Regions from separate parts of the Zea mays genome. Here region 2 is linked to region 1. A link is a contact called in public Hi-C data. All regions are on one chromosome and are shown on one strand. The core of a region is the stretch at or near the end of the contact, and the rest is flanking DNA. Distances in the headings are between cores, read along the strand shown.

Evidence for each region. A called contact is a pair of places that touch in the nucleus more often than the background predicts.
Region 2: a contact with region 1 is called in a Hi-C map of tassel, with 2.7 times the contacts expected there. The contact joins the promoter of LOC100274269 here to the promoter of LOC103629909 in region 1. A contact is called at or near these places in 3 of 25 Hi-C or Micro-C datasets (ear, leaf and tassel) and 1 of 3 datasets of contacts at active chromatin or transcription factors (leaf).

The regions. Positions count from the first base shown.
Region 1 is chr6:118,305,871-118,310,895 of Zm-B73-REFERENCE-NAM-5.0, reverse strand. LOC103629909 (pentatricopeptide repeat-containing protein At2g22410, mitochondrial) reads left to right here and starts at 3,015. Exons shown (of 5, transcript XM_008651004.4): 1 at 3,015-5,025. The coding sequence starts at 3,109.
Region 2 is chr6:118,450,967-118,456,776 of Zm-B73-REFERENCE-NAM-5.0, reverse strand. LOC100274269 (hydroxycinnamoyltransferase3) reads left to right here and starts at 1,287. Exons shown (of 1, transcript NM_001148633.1): 1 at 1,287-2,870. The coding sequence starts at 1,331. The coding sequence ends at 2,647.

The DNA.
Region 1 (5,025 bases), core at 1,766-4,265:
CAGCCGAAGGGGGACGACGAAATTAAAAAGATGGCCGAAGATATTATGGACGAAGTCGTCAATCGGCTTCTGAATGAAGCTGCAGGAGTCGTTTTGAGAGAGGATTAAACATTTTTGTAAAAAACTTCGGAAATGTAATATAATGTAACATTTTTGTAACCCCGAATGTAATATATCTATTTTTGCTACTCAATTCTTTACGATGCATGAAACTTTACACACGTACCGTTTTTGAGTTTAGCGAAAAAAACACCTTCCCTTCTTTTCATGCTTCGTGAAGAATATCCAAACTTCGTGAAAAAATTCTCCGAAGCTATACTTCCGAAGATGAAGATTGATTCTCTTTACGACCATGATTTTCACTCTTTCAAATCATACTTTCGAAAATCAATATTGTGTCCCCTTCTTGGGACCACGATTTTTACTCTTTCAAATCATACTTCCGAAGATCAATATCGTGTCCCCTTCTTGGGACCACGATTTTCACTCTTTCAAATCATACTTCCGAAGATCAATATCGTGTCCCCTTCTTGGGCCATATGCAACATGATGTATGATGCTTATGCTATGCAAAATGATGTAATGATGTTATGCTACGTAGATGACATTTGTTCCGAAAGATACACACATATCCCCACACAATATTTTTGTATCAGCACTGATTCTTCGCTGTAAGCTCTGCATTCCCTTAGGAACGTCTTTGGAGCTTCTTCGCCTCTTACTTAGGCGGTATAAGCTCTGCATTCCCTTAGGAACGTCTTTGGAGCTTCTTCGCCTTTTACTTAGGCGGTATAAGCTCTGCATTCCCTTAGGAACGTCTTTGGAGCTTCTTCGCCTTTTACTTAGGCGGTATCAGCGTTGACTTTTCGCTGTATGCTCTGCATTCCTTTTGGAACGACTTTGGAGCAGAAAACTTACGCTGCGCTCCCTTCGGAACGACTTTTTGTAACTTCGTCAGACTTACTCTGCGTTTCTTAGAACGACTTTTCGTTGCTTCAAAGGACTTTCGATAGTCCGAAGGTCCTTTTTATTGTCGCAAACCTGTGAAGAAAACATATTTTTCTTGTAGGAATCAACGAAACTAATTACATGAAAACAATGTCCTTTATTACAGAGAATAAAACTGAATGAAAAAGATTGCTATTAAGGTAGGATATTTGTCAATAGATGTGCTTTGATTCTGGCACGGTGCTGTTGACCGTGCGAGCTTCGGACTGTTCTCTGAAGTCCCTTTGATGTGGAGCATATTGGCTCCCTTCTGGCTGCTGACCTTGTTGCAACGGAGGTGGAGGCGGAGGCTGTTGCCAGGAAGCTGAAGGCTGACTTGCCGAAGCAGCAGAGACTACAGGATGATTGCCCACATATTCTGGGATGTAGGGCGAATGATACGAAGCTGTATGCATGACCTGCTTCGGCTGGGCTTGTTGTGCTGCTGCTTCAGCTATTTCCTTTTGCTTCTGTATAGTAACATGGCACATCCTGGTAGTATGGCCTTTGTTCTCACCACAGAATAAGCAAAAGATTCTTCTTGGTTGATCGCCAAATCTTCCTCCGAAGCCCCTGGCGCCTCTGCCTCTTGGAGCTGGTGGTCGGAAGGAGCTTTGCTGTTGCCCCGAAGCCTGTGAGGAGTACTGTGGCCTTTGCTGCTGGCTCCCTTTATCATCATTTTGATTGGAATTATGAATTGATCTGACATGCCTCGGATAGAATCTTCCTCCGAAGCCTCTGGTCATCTCAGAAAATCTGAAGGCCTCCTCCCTTCTTTGGCGAAAATCATTGTCAGCTCGAATATATTCATCCATCTTCTGGAGCAGCTTCTCCAGCGTTTGAGGAGGCTTCCTGGCGAAGTACTGAGCTGACGGACCTGGCCGAAGCCCCTTGATCATGGCCTCAATGACAATTTCATTGGGCACCGTTGGTGCCTGTGCCCTCAAACGCAAAAACCTTCGGACATATGCCTGAAGGTATTCTTCGGGGTCCTGAGTGCACTGGAACAAAGCCTGAGCAGTGACCGGCTTCGTCTGAAATCCTTGAAAGCTGGTTAACAACAAGTCCTTCAGCTTCTGCCATGAAGTGATCGTTCCTGGTCGAAGGGAGGAATACCAGGTTTGAGCAACACTTCTGACAGCCATAACGAAAGATTTGGCCATGACTGAAGCATTGCCACCGTACGAAGACACTGTTGCTTCGTAGCTCATCAAAAACTGCTTCGGATCAGAATGGCCATCAAATACGGGGAGCTGAGGCGGCTTGTAGGACGGAGGCCAAGGCGTAGCCTGCAACTCAGCGGACAAGGGAGAAGCATCATCAAAAACAAAATTCCCATGATGGAAATTGTCATACCAGTCATCTTCGTTGTGAAAGCCCTCCTGATGAAGGTCTTGATGCTGAGGCCTTCGGAGTTGCTCATCCTGAGCAAGATGACGAACTTCTTCAGAGGCTTCATCTATCTGCCTCTGCAGTTCAGCTAGCCTGGCCATCTTCTCCTTCCTGCGTTGAACCTGTTGCTGAAGGATTTCCAGATTCTGAATTTCCTGATCTAGATCATCCTCCGGATGTGTTGGACTGGTAGCCTTCCTCTTCTGGCTTCGTGCCTCTCTGAGAGAAAGGACATCTTGATTGGGGTCCAGCGGCTGCAGCGTGCCAGCCCCTGGTGCTGGAGCCTTCTTCGGCGGCATGACGAAGCTGATGCTTGCCGAAGGTGCCGAAAAACTCAAGAAGTGGAAGTGAGTTCACCGGAGGTGGGCGCCAATGTTGGTGACTTGTTCTCAAATGCTAAGAGTTAAGAACAAGGCAACATGAAAAGTGTTAAGTGTTAAAGTCCTTCGTCCTTCGAAGCATTATGTCCCTTCGGGAAATAATGAGTTTCGGACGAAGGTCATAAGAGACATACCTTCGTAAATATAATAGGTAATAACGAAAGACTCATATAAAGCATGAGATATAATATAAGCATCATCATGGAATCATTTCTATTTTATTAGCCCCGCGATCAATGCCCTCGCCCCGTGCCGTCACGGACGCGATAAACGCCCCGCGCATCCACTACTCAAGGTCAACGGCAAAGCCTCTTCAAATCGTCTCGCGTGGGCGGGCGTTCCACCGACGATGCCGTCGCCACCGACGATGCCGTCGCCACCGACATTGGCTCCTCCCTCCCCGCGTCCGGCGTGGAACACGAACTGCAACCTTGTGGTGACCCACCCTCTGCTATCCGTCCTCGAGTCATGCGCCTCCTTCCGCCGCCTCCTTCAGCTCCAGGCACTGCTCACCGTCTCCGGCCTCGCCTCCAACCGCTTCCCAGCCTCCCGCCTTCTTGCCTTCTGCGCGCTTTCCGACCCGCCGCGCCTCGCCCACGCTGCCGCCGTCCTCGCTCAATGCACAGAGGGGCCCAATGCATACATGCTCGCCACCATGATGCGCGGCTTCCTCCGCGCCGGAAAGCCAACCCACGCACTCACCCTCTTCCGCCGAGTGCTCCGCGATCGCCTCGCCGTCGACGCGCGCACCATCGTCTTCGCAGTTAAAGCCGCCGCCACTTCCTCCTCCCCTACGGAGGCCATCCATTGCGTTGCCTTCAAGCGAGGATTTATTGGGCAGAGCGTGCTCGCGGGGAACGCGCTGGTGCACATGTACACTAGCAGCATGTTATTACCCGACGCGCGGAAGCTGTTCGACGAAATGGCTGACAGGGACGTGGTCTCGTGGACAACGCTGATTGACGGATACGCGCGAGGTGGCTTGCCCGATGAGGCCTGGCGAGTATTCTGCCGGATGGTGGTTGCTGAGAGTGTGTGGCCGAACGAGGTTACTCTGGTCGCAGCAGCCTCGGCAGCTGGGCAAATGGGGCTACTTGGGTTGGGGAGGACAGTGCATCAGTGTATCGTGGAGAGTGGTGGACGCATGAGCGTTAACTTGGAGAATGCGCTCGTCGATATGTTTGGAAAGTGTGGGTGTGTGGCCGCAGCGAAGGAAGTTTTTGATGGGATGCCCATCAAGGATGTATACTCTTGGACGAGCATGGTCAGTGCTTATGCCAAGTGTGGTGATTTGGAGAATGCAGCGAAGCTTTTCAAGGAAATTCCTAATAGGAATGTGGTTTCTTGGAGTTGCATGGTCGCAGCTTATTCACATGCAAATATGCCAGATGAAGCCATTAGGATATTCAATGACATGATTGCAGCAGGTGTGGAGCCGATTGATGCTACACTTGTGAGTGTTCTGTCAGCATGCGCTCAGCTGTGTTCTTTGGATGTTGGTACATGGTTATATGACACTTACATTGTCAGTCATAAGGTTGAGCTTACACCGAATCTAAGCAATGCATTCATTGATATGTTTGCAAAATGTGGAGATGTCGGTGCAGCATCAAGGTTATTTAGCAATATGGAGGACAAGAATGTAGTAAGTTGGAACACAATGATCATGGCACATGGTTTGCATGGTCAGCCTGAAGAAGCCCTTCATCTCTTTCAAGAATTCAAAGGAAACGGTATTTTGCCTGATGAGGCCACATATATTGGGGTACTTTCTGCGTGCAGTCATGGTGGTTTAGTATCAGAAGGACGGTGCCATTTCAAAGAGATGAAGATAGTTTATGGGATTGAACCCAGGGCCGAACATTATGCATGCATGATTGACCTTTTGGGTAAAGTTGGGCTTCTTCAAGAGGCGTTTGAAGTTGCAAGGAGTATGCCAGTAGGAGCTGACGAGGCTGGTTGGGGTGCTCTTTTAAATGCTTGCAGAATGCATGGTAATGTAGAGATTGGCAAATGTGCAGCGGATAAGCTAGCAGGGCTGGATCCTTCAGACAGTGGAATCTATGTACTTATGAGTCAAATATATGCAAGTAAAAGTAAATGGGGCCAGGTAAAGATGCTGAGAACAGTGATGAGAGATAGAAGAGTAAAGAAGAATCCTGGATGTAGTTCTATCGAAGTTGATGGGAAATGTCATGAGTTTTTGGTGGCAGATGTTTCGCATGTTCACTCAGAAGATATATATGCTGCACTGGGGAATATTTAC
Region 2 (5,810 bases), core at 38-2,537, 150 kb before region 1:
GATTTTAAATGAAAAAGGTTATCAACTATAAAACTGTATAAATTTTTTAGACCTACAACTTGTGTTTTGGTTGTTTTTTAACCAAGATTATTTGAAAATTTTGAATTTCAAATGTGAGAAATTCAAATGGAATTTTCTTTAGATAAGCTATTACAAATGAAAAGTTAGCCAACTATGAAGTCTAATTTTTGAGATCTGTAGATCATGTTTTGACCACCTTTTCTTCTAAGGCCGTGTAAAAAAAATCAATATGTGAGGATTTTTTTCAATAGACGGCGTCTATTTTTTTAGAGTTGGTATTGTCTCTAGTCGCATCTACAAATTTATTTGCAAAGATGGCTTAGTTGTCCCTAAAGAAATAGGAGTATTTGTGAAAACGACAAAAAATTAACAATCCCTTCTACCATTTCATTTATGGAGGCGGCTGGTTTCAGAAATTATTTTTGATGAATTTAGATTCAGCAAATTTTTTTGGGGTAGCAGTGAAGTTTTTTCTCCATGCTAGATCGAGTTAAGATTGGGGGTAGGTGACGTGCAAATCATCATTCTACACTGACGGCTTGGTCAATTTTGATGCATTTATGTCAAAATGACAGTGATACCAGATTCCTCAAGAAAGTTTGATGAGAACCAAAGAGCATGTACGGTTCCTGGAGTCCACATCCATGCAAATGCAAATAATGACTGAAATAAACTCGACTTGGACTTGTTCAATGAATCGTTCAACCATTTCACCCATGTTTCAACTATCGATTTACTGCCGTCTGCAGTAAAAAATGTCAATTTTTTTTACACGCACCTGCAGGCTTCACACTGACTGCAACAGGGTGTCAGCAGTCTCTGCGCCACACCTCGCGGCTATATTTGTCATGAAAGACACCATGTTTTTACTGCCGTCTATATGTCAGTTTTTCTTATTTGCAAGCTATATTTGTCATGAGAGATCACACTGAGTTTGTAAAACATGTGATTTTCCTGTGAGTAATTAAGACAATTACTTTTTACGATTCCTTCGTGCATTTTACTAGTGCGGAGAACATTGTTTTTCTAAAATCAAGATTTATTTATGGTACATCGTCTAGAGTTGTTTGAAACTTTTATCAATTGATCATAAGAAACATTGTTTTACATTTTTTTAAAAAAGACACCTAGATTTACAATTTTAGAATAGCATCGGTGCTTTCCTCATCATCCACCTGGCTCTCACTCTCTAACCGTCGCACTTGCAAGATACAAGTACACGTCTATTTAAACCACCGAACAACCGTCAACACTCACCGGCTGCTGCCTGCTGCTCAGCACCACACGCTTGAGAGCTTGTTACGAGGCAATGGCGCCGACGGTGGAGGTGTTGACGTCAGAGGTGGTCGTCCCGGCTGAAGAGACTCCGGCGGGCAGCATCTGGCTGTCCAACCTGGACATCGCCGCGCGCCGCGGGTACACGCCCACTGTCTACTTCTTCCGGCCCAACGGTGATCCGGGGTTCTTCGCGGCGGATGTCGTGAAGGGCAGCCTCGCCAGGGCGCTGGCCGCGTTCTACCCGCTCGCGGGGCGGCTCGGACTCGACGGCACCGGGCGCGTCCAGGTCGACTGCACCGGCGAGGGCGCGGTGTTCGTGACCGCGCGGTCGGACTACGCGCTCGACGACCTGATGCGCGAGTTCGTGCCGTGCCGCGAGATGCGGGACCTGCTTGTGCCCCCGACGCCCGCGCCGAACCCGCCGTGCGCGCTGCTGTTCGTGCAGGTCACGTACCTGCGCTGCGGCGGCGTCGTGCTGGCCCTGTCCATGCACCACTCGGCGTGCGACGCGCGGGGCGCTGCGCACTTCTTGGAGACGTGGGCTAGCATCGCGCGCGGGGACGACGCCACCACCGAGAACGCTCCCGTGCCACCGTGCTTCGACTACGGGCGGCTGCTCGCCGCGCGCCCGGGCCCGGCGCGCGCGGTGCTGTACGACCACCCGGAGTACAAGCCCGAGCCGGAGCCCGTGGACGCCGACGCCGTGGCCGCGTCCGACGACTACGCGAGCGCCATCATCGTCATGACCAAGGCGCAGGTGGCGGCGCTCAAGGCGCGGTGCCCGGGGGCGTCCACGTTCCGCGCCGTGGTGGCGCTGGTCTGGCAGTGCGTGTGCCTCGCGCGGGCGCTGCCCCCCGAGGCGGAGACGCGGCTCTACTCCATGATCGACATGCGCGCGCGCCTGGACCCGCCGCTCCCGCCGGGATACTTCGGCAACGCGGTGGTCCGCACGTCGGTGTCCGCCACGGCCGGCGAGGTGACGTCCAACCCCGTGGGCCACGCCGCGCGGCGCGCGCTCGCGGTGACGAGCCAGGGCGACGACTACGCGCGGTCGCTGGTGGACTACCTGGAGGGCGTGGACGCCATGAACCTGCCCAGGAGCGGCATCTCGCGGGCGCACCTCCGCGCCATCAGCTGGGTTGGCATGTCGCTGTACAAGGCCGACTTCGGGTGGGGCGCGCCGGTGTTCATGGGGCCGGCGCTCATGTACTACAGTGGCTTCGTGTACGTCATGAACGCGGCGGGGAAGGAGGGTGCCCTCGCGCTCGTGCTGTCGCTGGAACCGGAGAGCATGCCGGAGTTCAGGAAGGTGTTCGCCGAGGAGCTCGCGAGCCTGGAGGTCATGTAGTGCATACATATACCTCAAGTACGTAGCAGCTAGCCGCTAGTGCACAGCTGCACGCGTAGAACGTACTGTACTACATGGTTGGTTATACGTGTGTGTGTGTGCGCGTGGGCGGAACTATGTATTAATTTCTGTCCATGCCATGTGCACGTGTCCAGCTGTGAAGTATTTGGATGCCAAGTCATGTATGACTACTATATATATACTGTTTAGATGTTTGAGTCCCACGTTTTCAATTTGTCACTATCACCTAAACCTCGTCACTTCCGTCACCTCACTTCCGCACTGTTTGTCGATTTGTGCGAAAATTGCAGGGCGGAATTCAGATATGCACCATGCACGGCAACAAAGATTATATTTTGGAAGTTGAATGCATCAGGAGAATATTCAGCCCGTCAGCCAATTTGGCCCAATTCATAGGCTCAACAAACACCGAATTAGTAAAATCACTTCCCCCGTTTGGATCATTGGAATTGAATTCCATTCTAATAATAGTAATTTAGGCATATATCAATTAAGCTAATTTGATTTTATACAAAATATATTTATATACTATTATTAGCAAGATATCGAAGATATTTATACGTTACATTTTTACTATAGAGGAGTGAGACGAAGAGTGTCATGTAAGTTACAAAGTAGAAACAAATTCTACTAATGCATAAAATCATTTCTCATCCTCCACCCCATGAATTTGAGATAGACTTATATCTGAACTTTGGAAAGTGGTGGAATGTCAAATTCCAAACTAAATAAGTTACTTTATTGAGTGAATTCCAATTCCTCTCAAATGAAGGGATCCAAACGCCCCGTAGACCTTTTTAGATCCTTGGAATTGAATTCCATTCTAATAATTATAATTTAGATATAGATTAATTAAGCTAATATAGTTCTATATACAGAATATAATTGTATGTTGTTGGCCATATTGGGGGAGACATTTATATGTTATATTTCTACTACAGGGGAGCGAGCCGAAGAGCGTGTTATAAGTTGCAGAGTAGAAACATAAACTAGTGATACACAAAAATCAATTTTCAATCCTCATCCTATAAATTTCGAATAGACTTGTATCTACACAATGAAAAGTGGTGGAATGTCAAATTCCAAACCAAATAACCTACTCTATTAAGTAAATTCTCATTCCTGTAAAATGAAAGGATCCAAACGACGATTTCATAACTTACACACCATGCCTTCTTGACCGTTTGCTACAAACCCAGCTGGCTTCTCTATGTATATTTCCTCATCTAGCTCTCCATTTAGGAATGTTGTCTTAACATCCATTTGATGGACGAGAAGACCATGAGAGATAGCCAGAGAAAGTAGCATGCGAATTATGGTCCATCGGGCCACAGGTGAATAAGTATCAAAGAAATCCTCGCATTCTTTCTGTGAATAGCCTTTAATTACAAGCCTCGCCTCGTACCTTTCAATAATACCATCAGGCCTAGGCTTTTTCTTGAACACCCATTTACTCCCAATGGGCTTACGCCCATAAGGACGCTCAACGACCTCCCAAGTTTCATTAGACATAATAGAATCCATCTCACTCCTTATTGCATCCTTCCAAAAGTCAGCATCAGGAGAGGAATATGCCTCTTTAATGGTACTTGGGGTGTCATCCACAAGATATACAATGTAATCATCACCAAAGGACTTTGCAATCCTTGGTCTCTTACTCTTTCGAGTTGATACATTGTCATATTCCACAGGATTATGTATATGGGATTCCTTAGTGTGTTCTACCGGAATAAAATGCTCATAGGGTATCGTTGGTTCATCACTAGACGTATCATGTGTAGCTTTCATGGGAAATTCGTCCTCAAAGAACGTATCATCTCTGGACTCCATAATAGTACCTACCAACATGTCCGGTACTCCAGAGTTTATAATTAAGAACCTATATCCAATGTTGTGAAAAACATACCCAAGGAAAACACAATCAACAGTTTTTGGTCCTAATTTGTGTTTCTTGTTAATTGACACATTCACTTTAGCCAAACAACCCTAGATGCGCAAATAGGAGATATTTAATTTCCTCTTTTCCCATTCCTCGAATGGTGTGATTTCTTTGTTCTTTGTGGGAACTTTATTCAGGACATGACACGCTGTCAAGATCGCCTCACCCCAGGTGCGCAACCCCATTGGATTGTGGTGAGTATGGCGGTGTCCTCTCATGAATAATGCCATGTTCCACACAGAAATCAGAAAAATCACCTGAAAAATATTCTCCACCACGATCAGACCTTAACTGTTTAATTTTCCTCTTGAGTTGATTTTCCACTTCAGCTTTGTTCTTAAAATAATGCAAAGCTTCGTCTTTTGACTTTAAGAGATACACATAACAAAATCTAGTAGAATCATCGATAAAAGTAATAAAATGTCGTTTGCCTCCCTTAGTCAATATTCCATTCATCTCACATAAGTCGGAATGTATTAAGTCTAGTGGTGCCAAGTTCCTTGCCTTCGCAGCCTTTGAGACTTGCGAGGTTGCTTAGATTGCACACACACTTGGCACTTAGAACCTTTGACTAAATCAAATTTCGGGATTAAGTTAAATTTGCTAACCGCGACACACAACCAAAATTGATGTGACAAAGTCGTGAATGCCAAATATATGACTTGTTCGAAATCACATTGTTCACAGACTTATTACAAACATCATGCAAAGATAAGCGGAACAAGCATCCACTGTCATAGCCTTTTCTAACAAATGTCCCATACTTTGACGGTATACATTTATTGGACTCGAACACAAGTTTATAACCATCTCGACATAGCAACAACCACTAACAAGATTCTTTTTTATGGAGGGGACATGTTGCACGTTCTTCAATAGCACCGTCTTTACCGAAGTAAACTTCAGAATGACTATACCAACACCAAGAACACGTGCATGTGATCCGTTCCCCATCAGCAAGGCTCCAGCCCCTTTGCACTGATAAGAAGAAAACAAAGAAATATCAGCACACACATGAATGTTAGCACCAGTGTCAGCCCACCACTCAGGGGACTGACACACTGAAAGAACAATAGGTAAAAGATTATCATACCCCGATGTTCCTTCTATGGTCTCGCTAACAACCATGTTTACTGATTTCTTCTCTTGAGCTAGTTTTTTCTCTTGCTTAAATTTGCGGTCTGGACAAGCGCTTGCCCAGTG